Regions from separate parts of the Hordeum vulgare genome. Here all the other regions are linked to region 3. Evidence: chromatin contacts called from public Hi-C data. All regions are on one chromosome and are shown on one strand. Each heading gives the region's core, a stretch centred on a gene start, on an enhancer-like site or on the middle of the called end of the contact. The rest is flanking DNA. Distances are from core to core; before and after follow the strand shown. Region 1 holds the start of LOC123412033. Region 2 holds the start of LOC123410084 (probable DNA helicase MCM9). Region 3 holds the start of LOC123407367 (chaperone protein dnaJ 1, mitochondrial).

What was found. A called contact is a pair of places that touch in the nucleus more often than the background predicts.
Region 1: a Hi-C map of leaf shows a contact between it and region 3, with 2.3 times the contacts expected there. The contact joins the promoter of LOC123412033 here to the promoter of LOC123407367 in region 3. A contact is called at or near these places in 2 of 6 Hi-C or Micro-C datasets (both in leaf).
Region 2: a contact with region 3 is called in a Hi-C map of leaf, with 3 times the contacts expected there. The contact joins the promoter of LOC123410084 here to the promoter of LOC123407367 in region 3. A contact is called at or near these places in 5 of 6 Hi-C or Micro-C datasets (leaf and seedling) and 1 of 1 datasets of contacts at active chromatin or transcription factors (embryo).

What each region holds. Positions count from the first base shown.
Region 1 is chr7H:82,395,149-82,398,203 of MorexV3_pseudomolecules_assembly, forward strand. LOC123412033 reads left to right here and starts at 1,395. Exons shown (of 1, transcript XM_045104992.1): 1 at 1,395-2,572. The coding sequence starts at 1,755. The coding sequence ends at 2,237. LOC123412032 (LMBR1 domain-containing protein 2 homolog A-like) reads right to left here. Exons shown (of 14, transcript XM_045104991.1): 14 at 2,744-3,055.
Region 2 is chr7H:82,306,768-82,310,044 of MorexV3_pseudomolecules_assembly, forward strand. It overlaps LOC123410084 (probable DNA helicase MCM9), which reads right to left and starts at 1,552. Exons shown (of 19, transcript XM_045102973.1): 1 at 1,258-1,552; 2 at 1,079-1,181; 3 at 851-980; 4 at 593-731. The coding sequence starts at 1,427.
Region 3 is chr7H:82,025,483-82,028,820 of MorexV3_pseudomolecules_assembly, forward strand. It overlaps LOC123407367 (chaperone protein dnaJ 1, mitochondrial), which reads right to left and starts at 2,014. Exons shown (of 19, transcript XM_045100479.1): 1 at 1,660-2,014; 2 at 1,507-1,546; 3 at 1,124-1,216; 4 at 921-1,012; 5 at 143-226; 6 at 15-53. The coding sequence starts at 1,719.

The sequences.
Region 1 (3,055 bases), core at 145-2,644, 370 kb after region 3:
GCGCGTCGGCCGATCGCTTCGGCCGCCCCTGCGTGCGTCGTGCGATCCTGCGCGTGGGACGTTCCTTCCTTTTTGATGCGAGACGTTATTTTTATGTAACTGTTTTTTTTTTGCTACTACCAATAGAATTTTTGTTACATTTTGTTCATAAAAAAAGCTACATCCATGTTTAGTTGCAACCCGAGTTCGTCGAATTTTTTTCTACAATACGTGTTAATTTTTGCTATAATCGGTATTATTTTTTGGTACAATCGTTTACTAAAAAAGTTGCATACACGTTCGAGAGAGTTGTAACCCGAGTTCACCGGATTGTTTTGCTATCACGCTTCATCAGCGTTGTTTTTTTTACTACGACCACATTGATATTTTTTTGCTACAACCATATTTTTACGGGAGCTGCTACGAATGAACCGATTGATTTCCCTAGGAAATCAGTCAGGTCGCATGCCGTTGGATCCATCCTGTTAGAGCCGTTCGATCAGTCAACGCTAAGACCGGCCCTTCTCATATCGGCAGCCCCTTCCCCTTGCTGGCAGCACAACGATCCTTCACCGTCGGCGTCGGCGACGCAACACCGCGCGCAACGCCACCCCGCTCTCCATCGCAGCACCCAACCCCGCCGGCCAAGCTCTCCACTGCATCGCAACTCCAGGCTGCCGGTGAAGCTTCAATGCAGCCGCCGCTGAAAGTTCCATCGCAGCCTCTAGTGAAGCTCCATTGCATCACCGGCCCGTGCATCACAGCTTCGTGCCATCGGTGAAGCTTCGATGCAGACGTCGCAAAAGCTCCATTCCAACACCGCCCGCTGCATGGCAGCTCCGGCTGGACGGTGAAGCTTCATTGCAGCCGCTGGCGAGGCTCTAGTGCAGTAGCCAATGAAGCATCATTGCAGCAAATGCGCGCTGCATCGCAGCTCCCGGCTGCCGGCGAGCGCTCCATCGCAGTACATAAGGAGCCGCCCGACGAGAGCTCAGCACCACCGCCCGCGCGACCGCCATTAATTGCAGCGCCAGTGCCCCCCTTGCTCCCAGCGTCCACGACGGCTTGCAGCAGGATGCTTTGATTTGGGGAGAGCTGCGATGCAAGTCAAGAGTCAGCTGGTGCTTGTGTGGGTGGGGCATCCCGTGTGGGGATAGGGACGAAGCGGTGTGCGGACCGGAGCGGGACACGTGCCGTCCGCTAGAAGAGGCTTACGCCGCGCTAGAATCAACCGGCTGTTTTTAATCGATTTCCTATTTTTACTGCATCCGTGATCGAAATTTGCTGCATCAAGGATTTTTTTGCTGCATGGGTAAATCTAACGGTCAAATCAGATTAATCCGACAGATCGGACGGCTGGCAGACCACTGCCCTTTTACGTTTGCCATTGCACGAACCGTTTGCAAGATTTGTTTTTTTACGGTTAAACAGAACTGTGCAATTCAAACACATTCTCTTGACCGCAGCCGACTGCCGCGCTGAACCGAACCAATCATCCGCCAAATGCCCATACTCTACTACCCAATCACACACACACACGCGCCCCCACTCCCCGCTCACCCCCACCATCCGATCGCCCACGCCCCGCGGGCACCGTACGGCGCCCAACGCGGCCCGCTCCCCGGCACCAGCCGCGAAGCTCCCTGCTGCCGGAACGGCCAATAAATAGGACGATTGCACACGCCCGCATCGCCACCACCACGCGCACGCGCACACGCACACGGCCACCATTAGTTTTCTAGGAGTAGCATACACTCCGAGCTAAGCAAGCCGTCATGGCCGCGGCGGGCAAGTCCAAGGAGGCGGACGCGGCGCGGTGCAGGAGGCACCCGAGCCACCGGCACGCGGCGGGCGTGTGCCCCTTCTGCCTCAGCGACCGCCTCTCGCGCATCTCCGCCGCCAACGACGCCTCCGGGTCGTCGGCGGCGTCCTCGCCGCGCTCGTCCGGGGACGCGAGCGTCGCGTCGGCCCAGACGGCGCCGCCGCCCTGCCGCGAGGCCCGGCGGGCGAGGCTCGGCATGCTGATGCGGCAGGACCAGCCGGGGGCGGCCGCGGGCGGCCGCCACGGCAAGCAGGAGGCGGCGGAGGCGGAGGAGGAGAAGAAGAAGCCGGCGAAGAGGGGCAACTTCTGGACCCGGCTGCAGCAGGCGAGCTGGTACAGGAGGGACGGCTGCTCGGTGGCGCACTCCAAGGCGGCGGCCGGGAAGAAGGGGGGCGCCGCCGCGCCGCCGCACAAGCGGGCGGCGTCGCTGTTCTGAAGCCCCGGCGGGCAGGAGGCCGCGCGGCCGGTCAGTTGAGCGACATTGGCCCGGTTGGTTGGTTGGTCGGATGGATTCCGGGTCGTGTGTGTGCTGTTCCAAACTCCATAGCCTACGTGGCCGGATGGATGGATGGATCACCTGCTCGTCTGGCTGGCTGGCTGGCGTCTTCCTCGCTGTTTCTTTCTCTCGGGTTTGTGCCCTGTGGCTGTGGGTTTGGTGCGCGGTTGTTGGAAGGGTACTGGTAGCCGTGTTGGATTGGATGGAAGGACAGCCTAATGGCTTGTCCATTTTTGTACAGATCGGTCTCCAATGAAAGAGCTTGCGTTCGACTCGATCGCGCTGTTTGTTTGTTCGTTTCCCCGTCGCGATCGAACCGGTGGATGTGTTTCTTGTCGTTGATGGTGAGATTCACTAGCTCCGTAGGTTGCAATCTGACAGCGAGTCCGTCGCAATTTATAGTTTTTTTCTTTCTTTTTTGCTCAGAGGCAGGCACATGGGAAACAAAAACGATGAACTCCTAGAGCTCCGAAACATCAAAACTGTTTGCAACCGTCCTGTTTTCTTGAACACCAGGGACGAGCCATCATCGGCATTTTCGAGACCATCGCAGAGCTGGTTCAAGTTCGATGTTTAGTTGAGGCGAATCTGTGACCTATATACAATTCTACTACGACCCCTTCGTTTTCCCTTTGGGAATCCTGTATACCGTACCTAGGTTTTCCTACACCTTCTGTAACAACATTTCCGAGGGACTATACATCCTGTACCTCCCTTCTATCCATACTCTTAGCTTCGGACATGTCACAGTTCCAAAA
Region 2 (3,277 bases), core at 302-2,801, 280 kb after region 3:
GGTGTCTTTATGATAATAAAATACAGCCATGGCACTCAACACTCTTTCTAAGGAGTAACAAGGAGATCATTGTATGCTAAGGAGTCTGCAATCTCTGAATGTATCTCACTCAATTACTTAATATTATGCTACTACTTTAAGTAAGTTAATTAGTTAAGCCTCTCACACTGCAAGCATTTAAACACGGGAAACTTAAACTCGGATTGCAGATTTGCTCACCCAGCTTTTAGCTTACAAGCTTATGTAACAAGAAGATGGTAATTAATAGACCACTGTCTCCAGCAATGTAAGAGAAGATGATAATCTCGCCAGCACAACTAAAATATTTAGATCTCATGAAAAAAATAAAAATATTTAATTACTTGAGGAAACAGCCATCAAGTATCAACTTTAATTCAAGAAGAAACATTCTTCAAATTCTTAGAAAGGCCTGTACCGAGCCATGTTAGTCAGTAGATCACAATCTAAAGTTACTTAATTACACTAATATGCAATTCACAGTTATGCTTGACAAGCCACTAATATGCAAGGGCTCGAATATGTAGCCAACAATACCAGTATGATATTAAGGCCTAAAACATGCATCACAAACCTGTGGTTGCATTTCCTGCATTGATACATCCGCTCGCCCTCGATCATCTTCACACCGCCTGATCTGATCACAGTCCCCTTCAGAGTCAGCAGAATCCTCCTATGCTTCACCCTAACCTTCCCGATGCTCGGCGACGACTCTGCAAAAATGACAACATCGCCGTCAAATCAGGAAAACCCCTAAACAACTGAAACATCACGTGACCAAACAATCTTGCAAGCATTACAACGAACACAAAACGCGCGTGCGTGAGCGCACCAGGGAATTCCAGTGGCGACCCGCAGACGTTGACGCGCACGTGCACGAACTTCTTCTGCACGGCAGCGGGCCTCGACTCGTCCGGACTACCCAGCGCCTCGCCCTTTCGGAGGATGCACAACACCTCGCTCTCCTAAGACAAAAAAAAAATGCTCGAGAACTGCGGGGATGGAAGCGGGGAAAAAAAGGGGGAGGATACGGGTCGCACGGCGGGCTGGTTCTACTCACCTGGGCGAGCTGAGCGGCCTTGTCGAAGTAGGGGAGGAGGCCCTTGGGGTTGTTGTAGAGTTCGTTGGCCAGGCCCGGGTCGAAGTCCAGGAGCTCCGCGAAGCTGCGAGGGGGGGACGGGACGGGGTTAGGGTTTGGGGAGGAGGGGAAGGGGGGCGGGGTGGGGGAGGAGGACTCACTCGATGACGAGGGGGAAGTGGAGCGTGGACTCGGGGTGGACGAGGATGCGGCGGAGGTCGCCGGAATGGAAACTGCAGAGGAACTCGGCGAGCTTACGCACGTCATCTGCGCGCGTGTCTGCCTCGCCGTCGGCGGCGTCGAACTCCTCGTGCGGCGCCGGCGGCCGCATTTGGGCGGCGATTGGGGTTTCGGCGGGAAATGGCGGAGGAGGGGAAAACTAGACACTGGTCACTGGTCAGGACGGTGGTCGCGTTGTTCAGTTTCTTTTCTCTCCGAGAGAGAGACTTGGGTTGCGATGGGCTTTGGCGACTCCTTCGGTAGTCTGGTGGGCTTTAGGGCGAGGGTTTGTTCACGAGCAAACCTGACCAAATGGGCGGGCCGTGCCGTGATAAACAGGCCGGCACGGCACAGTCCGACCACGAACGTTTAGTACACGGCCATGTCGGGCCGGCACGTGTGCTGAGCTTCACGGCCCACACAGCACTACGATTAAAGGCGGCAATCCATCGACACATTTAGCTAGGGCTGGGCGTTCGGTTTATATGGTTAATACGGTTCGGTTTATATGGTTAATACGGTTTATTCGAATTTATATAATTTCGGTTTTGGAAAAATAAAAACCAAAATAATCATTCAAAATTTAGAATATGAACCATATTAACCATAATATATCGGTTCGGTTTGTTCGGTTAACCGAAAAACCAAAATTCATGCACTTATCAATATAAGTGTAATGACTCGAGAGCACTGATTTGGATTGTATAATATGTAAAAAGATAATCACAGTTCTAGCAACCTTAATATCATTCTATGGTTTATTCAGTCCAGCAAACTACTAACATAATTAAGTAGAAAAAGGACACGGAACGTGAAATGTATTATGTGCGGAGAAATGTGTAATGCCTTCATACTGTTGCACTTTCGAAAACAAGGTATTACATGGGGTATTCACATATCGGTTTGTTCGGTCTATTCGGTTTCTGGGCACCAAAAATCGAACAAAAACAAAACACCAAACAACCTTAAAATTTCCCACCGAACAAAAAAACAAACCATCAAATAAACCGGCAAATCGGTTAATACGGTTCGGTTCGGTTTGTTTTCTCGGTTTTTGGTTTTATAGTGCCCACCCTACATTTAGCTGTCATTGTAATTATTTATCCTATTAGGCGGAAAATCTTATTTGTCGCTCTGTGCGAAGCGATGTTCAGGCTTCGCATAGAACGGGCGGGGGATCGGGCTGGCCCAGGTAGCGAGGGTGTCGTGCCTGGTTTTGGGAACCTTCCACAGGTTCCAACCGGTTTTTTTTATTTTGAAAAACTTCTAGAAGGTTCATTGAACCGGTTTTTTCATTTTACTGTCTTTTTTTGTTTCTTTTTTCTGTTTCCGTTTCAAAATTATTCTGAATTTTAAAAAAATGTACTGGAATTTGAAAAAATGTTATGGATTTTGAAAAAATGTTCCTGAATTTGAAAAAAGTTCAAGAAATTAAAAAAATCCAGAATTTAAAAACTGTTCTGGAATTTGAGAAATGTTCCAAAATTTGAAAAAATGTTCAGATTTTGTGAAAAAATGATCCAGAATTTGAAAAATGTTCGAGATTTAAAAAATGTTCCGGGATTTGAAAATATGTTTCGGAATTTGAAAAATGTTCCGGAATTGAAAAAAGTATTCCAGAATTTGAAAAAATATTCTAGATTTTTAAAAAATGTTCTGAAATTTAAAAAAAAATGTCCTATTGCGAGACATAGTCACGCCCCAAGACTTTCTGTACCACGTGTTGTGCGCCATGATTAGCTTACAGCGCTCGATGCCCATTAAGACTGCACACACGCACGTGATTCTCTAATTTAAAAGGGGAACGGGGCACACTAATGGGCTGGCCCAGCTAGATTCGCGCTTGTGCGTCCGCTCGGCTGCTCGCCGCAACGAGCGACGCATAGGAGCTCCCCTATTAGGTTGTCTATTTGACCTATAAAAATAAAAATAAAATCCTAAATGAACCGTATCGTGCCGGCA
Region 3 (3,338 bases), core at 764-3,263:
TTCCAACTTATTACCATATCATATTGCTGTCTCTTTGAAGGATCCCGAAGAGTCTAGAGACCAACAAAACAAACATATGGCACTGTTAATTTATGCATAATAATCAACATCAAAGCTTAAGACATGGTCATAACTTACTTGCCTCGTATGCGTCTCTTACTTCCTGAAACGTCCTTTTCGCAGCAGTATTTCCTCTATTTGTGTCTGGATGGTACTTCTTTGCAAGCTACAGAAAAAATGTTTTGAGCTTTAGAATAAGAAAACTGTACATATTTCAACCTAGTAGCCATATCGTGGGAATGCCTCTTAAAGTATAATTTTACTTCCAAAATATGGATCAATCTACTTAACAATGATTAAAAGATCAATTGTCTCCATTTAATCCATCAATGTAACGCTAACTACCAACTTTACTGTTCACTAAATCTAGTTCATCTTATCTGAATCCCAGATTGGTCTATATATTTGTATAAAAGGACAGACCCAGTGCATAGAAGCTCCCACACAAGGTGGGGTCTGGGGAGGGATTATAGGAACCTAGTCTACCCCTGCTACAGTGCAATGCAGAGAGGCTGGTTCGAACCCAGGACCTCTTGGCACAAGTGGGGAGTACTTCACCACTGCTCCAGGACTATATATTTGTATAAGAGCAAAAATGGTTTAAGATTGCTGCATAGATTGCTGGCATTATCAACAGAATATAATCCAGAACGATTCATAATAATACTTCACACAAATAGGTGCAAACCCAAGAAAGACTGTCATTTGTTCGAAGTTAGCAGCATCACACATGACTGAATGATAGAAAGTGGATGAGACTACCGCTTGATAAATGGATAGACATGGCCATGTTAAACAAATAGTGAGCGAGCCTAGTCAGGCTTCAAGATTTGCTGAACTGGGATGAGTGAGATACTCACAGATTGAAAAGCCTTCTTTATGTCATCTTGCGAGGCATCTTTAGTCACACCAAGAATCTTGTAATAGTCCTTCTCCATCGAATAACGTTGACCTTAAAGTTGCACACAAAAAAGATTATTGGTGTATGCATTCGCCACAATATAAGGATAATAACAGGATATTACCATATTAAGTCCAATTCATGCAAGAACAGAAAAACAACCTGTAGAATGAAAGAACCTGCTCCGTATAGATGATGTAAACGCTGATCGACCAAAGCACCTATCAGCAACATAGGTGCCACTAGAGCTGCAAGCTGTGCGCATTCTCCACGAAAACCAAATAGCACAAGGAGATGGGTAAGAATCAAATAAAATAAATAAGATCAGCAGCAGCAATAATACAAGTTAATATTGGAAATGATAAAAGTAGCTAGTATATGTATGTGCTATTAAAATTTGCTTCCAAGCACTACACATATGAGCAATTTGTTTGGTGTCTTTAGCATATCAGATTTGCCTCGTGCTATTATCCGAACTTACAAGTGGCGGCAGTTTACACGCGGACCGAATTAACACGAAATCAGACAAGACAGAAGGACATTACGTGTGGACGGCCGAATCCATGCGCTCCTCTGCGCAGACGCCTGCAGGAAGAAATCGGAAACCGGAATGAAGTGAACAATAGCAACTCTGCACAACCCCTCGACCAAAATCAGGGAAATGGGAAAGGCGGCAAAGGAACGCGAGCCGGCATTACCTCGCCGGAACGGAGCGCGAGGGACCTCGACGCGAGCCGGAGCCACCCGAACCGGCCCATCCACCGATCGGCGGCGGCCCCTTTCGCGAGAGCGGCGGCAGAGGAGGGGGGCGAGGGTTTGGAGGGGAAGCCGTGCGACAGGGCTATGGGAGAGGGGGCCTGAGCCAGTGCCCGCCGGCAAACGTGGGCGGTGGGGAGGGCGAGAGCTTCTACTCACGGGCCGCTGAGAGAGAGGCGGGGCGGCGCTGGGAGGAGGGAGGGGGGGGGGGGGGCGTGGGCGGCGGCGACGGCTTGGGCGAGTGATTCGACCCTCTCTCCAAGCAACGGAGCCGGGACCCACGGCAAGGAGTGGCCCCGCGAGTTCGACGGGCTCGGCCACAAGGCCCAATATGCGGAGTTCGAATTCTGCCGCGAATATGGTTAGATCTTCGGTTTCTCACAAGGAAATTCAGTTCTCCAAAAAATGAGGACCGAACGGTCTTTTCAAAAACTACCGAAAAAGTCTTTCGTCTCGTTTTATAAACTAGTAAACATGCACGTGCAACGCACGTATCACGTGCGTATAATCTATAATAAAACATTATTTAATCTTATTTATCAGTTCTTTGTCATGTCATTTAAACGTGTCTCATGCACATGATGGGAGTGCGCGTGTAACACGATCCGAAAACATGTCTTCACATATAATTCACAATCACATAAATGTACTATCATTAGTTACAAAAATATTAAAAAACAACTAAGAAACAATATCTACTATTTGTTCTTTGATGATTATTCCTTTTGTTTTTACATATAAGTTTTTTTAGAGATTTTATTAACAAATTACATACGAATATACATAAACATACGAATGTAAAAATTTAGCAGTAGAAAAGGTCACAACCACTTAGAACTTAGCACACAGTCGGACACGTGCCCCGATCAGGAAAAGAAACTGAACAACTCGGTTTGCTCCACTCGCTCACTCCACATGTGGATAAGCTCCACTCTCCCTCATAGAACACGACTGCCCCTCTTCCACTGCATCCCCACCGGCGGCGAGACGAACACCCACCCCTGGCCGGTCCATGGCGGCCGCCCTTCCCTAGCCGCCGCGGCAGTCGCTGGCCTATGCCCCCCCTCCTCTTGCCGTTCGCCTACACCAGCCTCACAATCTCACCCACTCCCCCCTTCCCACACCCCGATCCACATCCCGATCCAGGAGATCCCCGGCCACCCAACGCCGTCGCTCTCTGGTGGCCGCCCCTCCCTTTCGTCTCCATTGCCGGCGGATGCCCCTCCCCTTCGCCATCACCGCCGGCGGACGCCCCGCCCCTGCTCTGCCCCGCACCGCCCCACCTTCATATCCGCTGACGCCGGCATGCTCGCTGGCGATGTCGGGCCATCCCCCCTCCTCCGGGCATGGGGGCGCTCGAGCTCGGCATGCTCGCCGGTGACGCCAGTGTCCTCCCTCCTCGACGCCGGCGCTCTCTAGTGGGCGGCCCTCCCCTTTGTCACCACTGCCGGCGGACGCCACTCGCCGCCATGAGCCTATCCACCTTCTCCTGTGCGACACGAACTTCCATCCCCGTGCTCGGGATGCCATTAAGGTCCGGTTGCAGCTCTTCTTCTCCCCTCGATCCGGATGCTCTGCTCTCCAACCCCATCTATTCCAAGCCAAAGATTTTTTTTCATCC